2 separate regions of the Pan troglodytes genome follow, and region 2 is linked to region 1. Evidence: chromatin contacts called from public Hi-C data. All regions are on one chromosome and are shown on one strand. Each heading gives the region's core, a stretch centred on a gene start, on an enhancer-like site or on the middle of the called end of the contact. The rest is flanking DNA. Distances are from core to core; before and after follow the strand shown.

Evidence for each region. Hi-C and Micro-C count contacts between places; a contact is called where the count stands out from the background.
Region 2: a contact with region 1 is called in a Hi-C map of stem cell-derived neural progenitor cells, with 3 times the contacts expected there. The contact joins two enhancer-like sites. A contact is called at or near these places in 2 of 7 Hi-C or Micro-C datasets (induced pluripotent stem cells and stem cell-derived neural progenitor cells).

Annotation. Positions count from the first base shown.
Region 1 is chr23:40,076,263-40,081,702 of NHGRI_mPanTro3-v2.0_pri, reverse strand. It overlaps PICK1 (protein interacting with PRKCA 1), which reads right to left. Exons shown (of 13, transcript NM_001280533.1): 5 at 4,355-4,421; 6 at 3,004-3,093; 7 at 1,238-1,291; 8 at 385-447. Among named protein-coding and RNA genes, the nearest start is that of PICK1, 12 kb to the right of the region's middle. Within about 2 kb of position 2,667, at least 10 of the 24 cell types and tissues checked have an H3K27ac peak or open chromatin away from gene starts, as enhancers often do. A contact at or near this core is called in induced pluripotent stem cells and stem cell-derived neural progenitor cells, where this site is marked.
Region 2 is chr23:40,235,917-40,241,356 of NHGRI_mPanTro3-v2.0_pri, reverse strand. TMEM184B (transmembrane protein 184B) reads left to right here. Exons shown (of 9, transcript NM_001251859.3): 4 at 1,763-1,853; 5 at 2,353-2,428. Among named protein-coding and RNA genes, the nearest start is that of MAFF, 28 kb to the right of the region's middle. Within about 2 kb of position 2,761, at least 10 of the 24 cell types and tissues checked have an H3K27ac peak or open chromatin away from gene starts, as enhancers often do. A contact at or near this core is called in induced pluripotent stem cells and stem cell-derived neural progenitor cells, where this site is marked.

The sequences.
Region 1 (5,440 bases), core at 1,418-3,917:
TGGATTGGAACAAGAGCTCCACCACTTGGGAGCAGTGTGGCCCTCTCCTTTGTCTGGGCTTCATTTTCTGCAGTAGCTGGGGTCAGCTGCAGTCGGCCTGCCCAGAGTTACAGGTTGTCAGAAATATAAATACGCAAGGGCCTTGTGTACTGCTAGTGGCAGTGTGAGGAGACAGGGTGGGGCCTGTTCATCGTTGCGGCCCTTAAGAGACCAGCTGATCTAGATGCTCCCCGCAGGCCCATCGCAAATCCCAGCACCTGGGACCAGGCCCAGCCCAGAGGGAGCCTGAGGTCAGGTGCTGTGGGTCTGACCCACCTCAGCATGGGAGTGAGAGGCCCCAGGCATTGCCCAGGGTCACACCACAGCTTTGGGGGATGCCATTACCCCGGTGAGTCTGCGACAGCTCATAAAAGGCCCGTAGAAGGTTCTTGGTGTGTTCCGTCATCCCTGTGGGAGAGACCGAGTGATGCGGAATGGGGACGCATGGCGGGGACCACACTGGCCCAGGGCAAGGCCTCCAACTGCCCATGCCACCCAAGGCCTCTGCTAGGCCCTGATACATGGCCTTTCCCCACCGCCCAACCACAGCCCAGGGGTAAAAGCTCAGTCCGACCCAACCCGTGAGGAGCCCCATCAGACAGGGGCGCCAGCATTTTGTAAGATGCAGGGGTACACAGCCTGCTGTGGGCTTTAGCCCTGGGACAGCGTGGGATTCCGGGGGACTCTCGCTATGTTTACAAGTGCTATTCTCTGAATTTTTATGAGTATCAGGTTTTGTTTTTTTTGAGATCGGGTCTTGCTCTATTCCCCAGACTAGAGTGCGGTGGTGTGATCTTGGCTCACTGCAACCTCTGCCTCCCTGGTTCAAGCGATTCTCATGCCTCAGCCTCTCGAGTACTGATTATAGGCACACACCATCATGCCTGGCTAATTTTTGTATTTTCAGTAGAGATGGCGTTTCACCATGTTGGCCGGGCTGGTCTCAAACTCCTGACCTTAAGTGATCCGCCCACCTCAGCCTCCCAAAGTGCTGGGATTACAGGTGTGAGCCACTGCACCAGGCCCCTGAGTTATTTTTAAATTCAGAAGAAGTATATATTCTTAAGAACTCTTAATGCCCATGGTCCTAGGATTTTGTAGGCTGGCATTCCTAGCGCCAGCACCCCTGTTGCCACTCTGCTGAGAGCATGCTCTCTGGGGCAGAGCTAGTGCCAGGACGAGGCCACCCCCCACCCACCTTTGTACAGCTCGGCGGTCCGCTCCAGCTCCTCTAGCCTCTTGACAAGCCCATCTGTCGGGATTCAAAGAAGAGGGGAGGTCAGTGGGCTCAGCAAGCCACAGGAGGCCCAGGGCCATGCTGGGGAGGGGAGAGGCAACCCCAGAGGAGAACCAGGATGGGAAAGATCAGGGGTCCCAGGGAGGGGGATTTGGCACCTCGGGTCAGCTGGGTTCAAAGGTGTTTTGTAAATGACTAGGCCCTCCTCATGGCCAGCGGAGGGTCCGTGCCTAGCAGGCAAAACTCCCACACTTCTATCACAAAGCCTGCTGGTAGCTGGGGAGGAAGGCTGGCAGGGGCCATAGGAATGGAGATGGAGCAGCCAGGCCTCTAGCGCAGGAAGGACATGGTCTCTGCCTCCCAAGCACACAGATGGCTCAGAAGGGAAAACGCAACTTGGGGAGGGAGGGGGAAATTCAGGAAGGCTGAGAGAGCTCACACTGGGAAGAGGCCTTGGTGATCACTCATTGGCTCAGTGTTTCTTGAGCACCTACTGTGTGCCAGCCACCATGTCAGGCTCACTTTGAGCCAAGTCTTGCTCTCAAGGCTGAAAGCCCAGCAGAGAAGCCAGCCCAGTGGCCGGGCGATGGGCAGCAGTGTGATGGTGAGGGCTGCAGGGGAGAGGTGGGGCAGTCAGACGCTCTCTGCTCCCCAGCCTCCTGTGTTGACCTGGGTCAGGGTTTTTTAGCAGAAGAGGGGAGGAGCGGAGGCTGTGTTCAGGCCTCTCTGGGCAGGGAGGTGGCAGTGCGACAGGCTGTCGGGGAAGGAAGGGAGCAATTCAGAGGTCTTGGGGAGGCTTTGGCCACCCGGTGGCCTCCAGGCCTGGACTCCCCAGAGCCTTAGCACCTGGCCAGCCGGCAGGAAAGGAGCCATGTAAGCATCGTGTTGTTGTTTTTAGCTGGGTCATGGGACATCATGACAGCTTCAATTTTAGAAACCCTATTTAAGGCCAGGGAAATTGCAAGGTTTGGGGGGAAAAACACAACAACCAGTTCTAATTTCATCTCAACGGCTGGTAACTACAGTAACAGGGATTTATAGGCACCAGGAGGCTGAAAATAGCAGCCGCCACTTTTGTACACCATTTGGAACAAGCTCAGTCCCCACCCCCACTTCCCTAGCCAATAAAGCCCAGTGTGCCCAGCTGAGCCTACAATTTCTAGAGGTATTTATATCTACCCCACAGGCACACTGCAGAGCTGCTGCTATTTTTAAACTCGGACTGGCGACGGTAGGAGGGGGACTGAGTGTTTCGCTGGCCACCCCAGGGAGGGAAAGTGTGTGCGCATGTGTGCATGCGTGTGTAAATGTGCATGTACACGCCTCCCCCCTCGCCTGCGCAGCCACCACGAAGGGAGGACCTGCAGAAGCAAGGGCAGCAGCGCCACCTCCTGGACAAAGGAGGCAGGAGGTGGGCAGCGAGAGTGCTGGGGTGAGGGGTAAGGGGGCTGAGGGCAGGGGCAGAGGCACCTCCCCACACTAAGTCTGTTTTCCCATCTGTGACCTGAGGGACACTGGCTAAGACAGCCCAGCTGACAGCTGTGGACCCTCCGGGAGCTGGAGAGGCCTCTGGGGATGCAGAGATGGTGACTTCTCAGTTCCACGGGCAGAGGCCAGGGTCAGACCCGCGGGACCCACAGCAGCTTGGTGGGCAGCCATGGTGCCCCGCCCTCTTCTCAGCCTGGGCTTGAGTCCCCAGGGCCCCAGCTGGGTGGGAAGGGACTCACCATTGCACAGGATGGCTCGGCTCAGGCCCAGAGCATCTGCGGTCCCTGAACTCATGTTCTCCACCAGCCGGTGCTTGACTTTCTTCAACACTGAGCGGGGGACAAAGGACCTGGTGAGTCTGTGGCTGCCCAGAGGCCATCCCTGCCCCCAGCCTTACCTCCATTCACAGGGAGCACCCCATAGTGGGCAGAAGGGCTGCTGGGGGTGGCTGTGAAGTGGGGAATGTCCAGTGGGGAGGTCCTAGGCCCCTGCCCTATTCCCTCTGCTTCACAGAGGTGCTGGGAGCCTGGGCAGTTAAACATGAAGTGCTTCGCCCAGGGCCTGCTGCGCAACATCAACTGGTGGTCGCTGAGAGCCCAATGCTGCCCGGGCTCAGCACAGGCTAATGGAAGCCAAGGAGGCCTCTTCCCCTCCTCTGTGTCACATCAGGACCTAGGGTGTCACATAAAGGAGAGGGAGAGAAGAGGGGCCCTGGGCTGGTTATGTGAAAGTAATGGGCACCATCAACGACCATGAAGCTCGGACCCCAGACTCAATTACTGCATCTGACCAGCTTAGTCCTAGGAAGGGGACTTAGTCCTGTGTTGGAACCAGAGGGTTTCGGAGGGAGCTCCCAGATAGATCCAGCCTGCCCTTAGCCCCTTGGCCTCTGGCCCTAGGGTGTATGAAGAGGATTGCTGGGCTCCGGAGCTGAGACCTAGGTGTGCGCTCACCAGGGGCTGCAGTGCCCTCTCTGGGTCTCAGGCTTTGATCCGTAATGTGAAGCGGCCAGTCCAGAGGACTCGAAGCTGCTGTCCAGCTCTTGAGTCTCAAAGTTTCTACAGAACCGAGGCTCAGCCCCTCTAACAGGAGGGAACTTATCCCAGGGCGCAGACCCTCTGCCCAACGCCTGAGGTCCAGTTCAGATCCAGAGTCCCCCTGGGAGTTGATGGCAGGAGAGGCCAGGGAGGAGTGCGCTGTGCTAGAGGGCATGAGGCGCCAGGCCAGGGTTAGGCTGCTCTCCCTTTATGAAGAGTGAGGCCCCGGGCCATGGAAGCCGAGGCGCTGGCCCGCAAAGGACAACCCTAGGGTAGCAAGTTCCCAGAGGACGTGGCCGAAGCGGGGAGGTAGGGGTGAAACGCGGGGGAGTGAGAAACCAGGGACAGAGTACAGGAACAGACGCAGGGAGAGCACCGGGAGGCCTCCCAGGCCTTTCAGATTTGCTTGGTCAGAGGTCAGAGCCCACAGCCATGTAACTCTGGATTCTCCTGTCATAAAGGGGAGGGCAGGGCTGGCTGTGGCACTTCTCCTTTGGGCCAGGGCCCATCCAGGGAGGCTGCTGGACACCCGTAACTGCTCTGACCAGCTTACCAATGTCCAGGGACATGCCCTGCTTGGGGTCCGCCTGCAGCTTGTTGTAGTGGATGGTCACCTCCCCCTGGAAGAGCAGCACACACAGACTAGTTAGCGAGGCTCCAGACCCTGAGCCCCTTCCCCGCCAAGACTGTTCTGGACTGAGAATCCTGAGCCCAAGGCCGGGTGCGGTGGCTCACACCTGTAATCCCAACAATTTGGGAGGCTGAGGCAGGCAGATCACTTGAGGTCAGGAGTTTGAGACCAGCCTGGGCAACATGGCAAAACTCCATCTCTATTAAAAATACAAAAATTAGCCGGGCGTAGTGGCGCGTGCCTGTAATCCCAGCTACTCAGGAGGCTGAGGCACAAGAATCACTTGAATCTGGGAGGCGGAGGTTGCAGTGAGCTGAGATCGCACCATTGCACTCCAGCCTGGATGACAGAATGAGATTCTGTCTCAAAAAAAAAAAAAAGAATCCTAAGCCCCAGTAAGGGCCAGGCTGAGCGCTGTGACATGGCCCCACCTTGTGACCCTGTCTGATCCCAGGCCCCTCCCTTCCTACTCTACATCCAAGCCCTGGGGAATCAGTGGGGACAGGGCTGGCACAGGGCCCACAGCCCGGCGGTCTCTGATGTCTTGTGCTTCAGCCAGGTCAGGCTCTCCTTCTTCCCTCCCCACGCAAACCACACTCCAAGCCTTTGCCGTGTCATTTCCCTACACTGATTATTCCCTCCTCCACCCCAAAACACCCCATCCCCAGGAATCCCTCTACTCATCGAACAGCACATCTGAGCACTTGCTCTGTGCCTGGTGCTGGGGCACCAAGGGGAGGGGCAGGGGCAGCCCCAGCCCCGCAAGGCTGATGCGAATCAGGGAATTACACAAACCACTTTCTAACAACTGCTCAGGAGACAAAGGCTTCTCCCAAGAGGACTTGCCTGAGCACGGGAGGGCGCTGTGTTCACTCTCATCCTTGCAAACCAAAAGCCCTTGAACTTGGGACCACATTCATCCAAATATAAAACAGGATTTAAAAATCAAGTCCCAAAGGGAAACCAAAATGAGCAGATGCAATCAGAGTCAGAGGTGGGGTGTGAACT
Region 2 (5,440 bases), core at 1,512-4,011, 160 kb before region 1:
GCTCCAGTTCAGTCAGTGAAACTGTTGTGGTGTGCCCCGTGTGTGCCACGAGTGGCACCTGTGTCCTGAGGAAGGAGAGAGGGGGAGACCAGTCATTGTGACACAGGGTGGGAAGTGTCTGCAAATCAGGTTCCGTGGGTAGGAGGGCACTCACCTCCACGATGGTCACCGGGGACTTGTCACACTGGGTGCCATCCCAGCTGGGGTTGATGGATCCTGAGAGTACAGCGGGAAGGGTGCTAGAACCTCTGGGATCTGGGAGTGCAGAAGCACCGAAGGATAAGAGAACCTGCTCTGGGGAGAAGCGCAGCATTAGTGCTGCTCGGGAGTGGCGGGAGCTTGGGCAGGGACCAGGTCACCCATTGAAAGATCAAGTGCCAAGCTGAGCGGCACCAGGGAGCCTGAAAGGACTCTGTGCTGCAGGGGCTGGCGGGGTCGGATGAGAAGAAGCCCTCTGGCTGGAGGGCCACCGTGGCTCCCTCGACCTGTTCTGACCCTGTTCTGCCCTTCCCCTTGGCCTTGTGCCTTTACTGGATGCCCATCCTCATTCCCATGTCCTCACCCTGGCTCTTCCTCTTGCGTTCTTTCCTTTTGGGTACCCTCTGCTGCACCCCTTTTCCCCCTCTTCTCCACACTCTCCTCCATCCTGGCATGTCCATTTGCCTCTAGCACCCTGCAGGCAGCAGCCTTCATTTTGCTGACCCAGAAGGAACCCCCTGACCAGGAGACCCGTTACAGCGTGCTGCTGTATTTATAGCATCAACATTTACAGCAGACTTGCTGTGCCATCACTCCCTGTGGCAAATTTTGGGTCTTTGTGGAGATATTGAGCCGAGTCCCAATTTAGAATGAGCAGCCCAAGCTTCCCGAGGTTTTTACTGTGTTCTGTGTGCTGCCGTGTGCTTTGTTGTAGCTCATAGTGCTGTGGGTATTCCGGATACCGCTACAGGTTGTTGACTGGATGAAGGTTCTGCCCTCTCACTCCTGCTTGGAATTTCTCCCAAGATTTTCACAGAGACTGTTTTGTTGTTATCTTATAAAATTGTGACCTGTAACACACAAGTATGTAAGACAAATATTTATTTATAAATACATTAGAGATGAGGTCTCGCTATGTTGCCCAGGCTGGAGTGCAGTGGCTGTTCAGAGGTGCGATCCCACTCTGGAGTTTGACTTGCTCTGTTTCCAACCTGGGCTGGTTCACCCCTCCTTAGGCAACCTGGTGATCCCCCACTCCCAGGAGGTCACCGTACTGCTGCCAGACTTGGTGCAGACACCAGATCGGTGTAGCACACTACAGGCCAGAACTCCCAGACTCAAGACGTCCTCCTGCCGCAGCAGTAGCTGGGACCACAGGCGCATGCCACTGCGCCCGGAAAAACTAATAAAGGCAATACTGTTTCGCCCCAGGGTGGACACTGCCAGCCCTCCCAAACCTCCTGAGTACCCACCCTTACCTCAGCCTCCTCTGGCCTCCCCACATAACCCTGAACTCACGACAGTCCCTTCATAGTATTAGGCCAGTGCAGGGGTGCATCCCGGGATAAGATAATTTAGGTGTGCCGGGTTTTGAACTTAGGAGTGGGAGGTCAGATGTCTGTGTTCTTGACGGGCTCCTTTTGCACAACCTTATGTCCCCCAGCCTCCTCCCTGTTGCCACACACGGCTGTGGCTCTTTCACCTCCATTGCTGTTTAGGATCCCAGCATCTGTGGACCCATTCTGCTGATTTGACTGGTTTCTCCTGGACACTCTCTTCGCAGCCTTGGTCATCTATAATTTCCTGAGCCTGTGCTATGAGTACCTAGGAGGAGAAAGTTCCATCATGTCGGAGATCAGAGGAAAACCCATTGAGTGAGTATGGAGTCTTCCCGGAGCCCTAAACCACCCCGTTTCCTGGGCCTGGTGTACCTCGAGCCGTCCTGGCACCAGCTGGACACAGACCATGTCTGCCCGTGACCTTGACCTGCTGTGCCTCACCACATTTCCTGAGCAACGCCATTCTTCTGGGCGTTTTAGGAGGGCCTCTGCGGCTCAGTCTTTCTCTCTCTGTCTCTTCCTGTCTCAGTCTTAGTGCTTTCCTGTCTGTTTCTGCCTCCTGCAGTTTTTACATTCAGAGCTCTCCAAGTTGGTTTGTCACCCCAGGGCCAGTGCAGCCCTGTGTCCCTCTGCCTATGGCATGTGCGGATGCCCTGCCATGCCTCTCCCTGTGCTTGGCCTCGGGTTCAAAGTCTGCCCAGAATGTGTGCCCCAGCTCGTCTGGATGGGTGGGAGGGCGGCCTTCCCCACCCCACTGTTCCCAAGTCCTGGCTCTTCACTCACTGCCACTGCCTGCTATGCTTGTCTCTTCCAGGTCCAGCTGTGTGTATGGCACCTGCTGCCTCTGGGGAAAGACTTATTCCATCGGATTTCTGAGGTTCTGCAAACAGGTGTGTGCCCCCAGCAGCTGCCTAGGTCAGGAGGAGCAGGGTGGGGTCTGGGAGGCCCTGCTGTGGGCTGCCCTGGGCCCCACCTTAGAGGTCCCCTTTCCTATGAGGCACCCCAGGCCCCCAGCACCCACCCCCCGAAGCTGTTAGGCAGATACCACATTAGCAGGGTGTGCTTGGAGGGGCAGTGACCGACATCCTGGGAGTGTCTGTTGCACTGTGGGCAAGAGCTGATCCCAGACTCTTGCTCATGTGACCAAGTCTCAGTGTGTGTGAAAATCAGAAGTGCATGGGGATTCTAGAACCTCCATTTGAAAACTTCTCATCAGCTGCAGCTAGGGGGCAGGAGGGTTTTGGCATTAAAGACACACGCCAGAACAGGCCTTTGCCGTCTCTCCGTCTCTCCCTGCATTTCCTGGTTGGCAATCCAGCCGCTCTAGCTTCCTGGGCTGACCTCCCTGTGGTCTAGAGTAGCCTGGGTGGGGGCAGTGTGGTGGGGTCGCTCAGTGTGTGGGCCTGGGTGTCTGACCATCTGAGCCTGATTTCCAGCTTTTCCTCTGACTGTGTGACCTTGGATAATTGGCTTGCCCTCTCTGAGCTTTAGTTTCCTCCACTGTAAAATGAGTGTAATGATAGTCCTCTCGAGAGATGGTTGTGAGGATCAGATGAGGTCATGGATGTAGAGCTTTCAGCCCGGTGTGGTGGAGCCCACGGCCTCCTGTTCAGGGAGGCAGAGTCTGAGGGGATCACACCCACTCTTCATGACCTTGCATTAGTCTCCTCTGGGGCTCCGTAGGGGCTCTGTCATGTCAGCCCCTCCAGCTTCGCCAAGAGTAGTCACGAAAGTACATGAAACCCACAGCCAAGTCACGATGGCCCCGGAGGGCGGGGCCTGCTGCTCCCTTCTGTGCAGGGCCCAGGCCACAGGGCGGGCACACCCACAAAGCCTCCACCTGAACATGCCAAGTCTCCAGTTCTGCTTCCAGACCTTCCTTCCCTAGCATGTTCCTAAATTCAGAATCTCACCACTGGACCTGCAGGGAAAGAGTTAAAACTATCCTGGGTTCAGGGTGGGGCATTGAGAGCCATTGTTTACCAGTTGGTGCAGCCACCCAGGTTCCGGCCAGCTGTGACTCACTGCCTTGTTTGATGATTATATTGTCTACAAAATTTTGATTTCATGATTGTTAGCTAGTGTGGCCTTGTTAGAAATTATTCCCCAGCCCTGTGGGCTCAGATGTTCTGTTCTTGTTCCTGGCGGTGGCAGGGAGAGATATAAGAAGAAAGAGAACAAAAGAGGCCTCTTCCTTTCTTTACCAGGGCGAGAGAGCACACCCCACAGCTTTGTCCTAGAGGCACAGAGACAGGCCTTTGACTCCTCAGGGCCAGTGCTCAATATCCAGACCTTCTGGAGAGATTCCCTACTTAAAGTAGAGATTCCCAGATCAACCACCCACTACCCTAGCCCATAGGAGAAGTTCTGGAATGGAGCCCTGGAACCTGGCACATGTCTAAAGCTCCCTGGGGGTTCTGATGTCCAGCCCAGCCTGGGAACTGCTGACTGGTCCAGGGTATGGTCAGGTGATGATTCTGGGGCCTGCTGGCCTGGGCTCTGCTGCTGCTGCTGCTGCTGCTTCAGCTTCTCTCTGCCTCAGTTTCCTCACCTGTACCATGGGGATAATGACAGCACCCACGTCAGGGGGCTGTCATGAGTACCAGGTGAGCTGACCCAGGGAAACACCAGCCTGTTGCTAGGCTCAGAACTGGAACTCATGCAAACTGCCGTTCTTCCCTTTTCCCCAGAAGGTGCCAGTCCCACTTCTCTAGGCGGGATGACAGGGCCAGGGACGTTCTGTGGGGCTTTCTGAGAGTGGGACTGCACGTCTGCCCCATCACGCGGGCCTCTCCGTATGGCAGCCCCATGGTGTGGGCTGCCTGGGGCTCCCCTGCAAGACCCACTCAGATCCCCAGTTGGGGCAGAAGCTGCAGGTTTCACGGATCACGGTTCCCTCTCCAGGCTCCTCGTCCTCTTTGCAGCTACACTAGTTGAGCCTTTTGGATTGGATTTAACCACCACCTCCCCCAGCTCTTCAGAAGGGGTCTTAGGGCTTAGATTTATTTGCTTTCAAGATAATGGTGATACTAGTGATGTTATGGGCACCATGGGTCCGCCCGTAGGGAATCGGGAAAACCTGGCTGAGGAACTCTTTCCGTGGCTCAGCCAGCTAGCAGGCGCCGTTAGTGCATGTACAGAGGCGGGAGACTCCCGGGAAGATGCTGCGCTTCCTGGCTGTGCCATCCCCGCAGCAGTGGCCCTGTGGTGTGGGGAGTGACTACATCCTTTTCATCAGGGAGTCTGTGCTCAGAGGCCAAGTGTCTGCCCAAGCTGTCCCCAGAGTTCAAACTCAGATTTCGAGACTCTGGAGTCCACGTGCTCTGGGCTCCTGCAGGTCACCTCCATCCCCAGAGTGACCTCTGCTGACCAGAGACCCTGGACCCAGGCCCAGAGAGTAGGGCTAGGAACCAGATGGGGGTGGACGTGGAGGATGGGAGGAGGCCCTCACCTGCGCCGGCTTCCCGGTGGCTGGTTCCTTGAGCAGGGCCCTAGCCTTGCCCCGGGCACCAAGGTCTCCAGGACCTGGCCCTGCCCATCTCCTCAGCCACCTCTCTAGTGCGCAGCCCCTTGCACCTGTCCACCCTCCGCCTCGGGGCCTTGGTGCAAGCTGCCCCCTCTGCCTGTCGAGCCTCTCATCTCCGGCACCCACCTGATGGTCCTGGCTCGAGAAGCTTCCTTGTGTGCATCTCCTGTCTCCCGCCTCCATCGTGCCCTGCCACACCATTCCTCCCTTCCTCCCTTCCTCTACATGCTCGTATCACATACGGCATTGCGCTGGCTGCATCTCCTATATGTTCTGCCCCCCGCCCCGCGCAGACAGCAGTCCCCTGGGAGCAGGACACGTAGCCACCCCCCATCTCCCCCATCTCCTCTATCCTTCCATCCCCTCCATCCCTCCG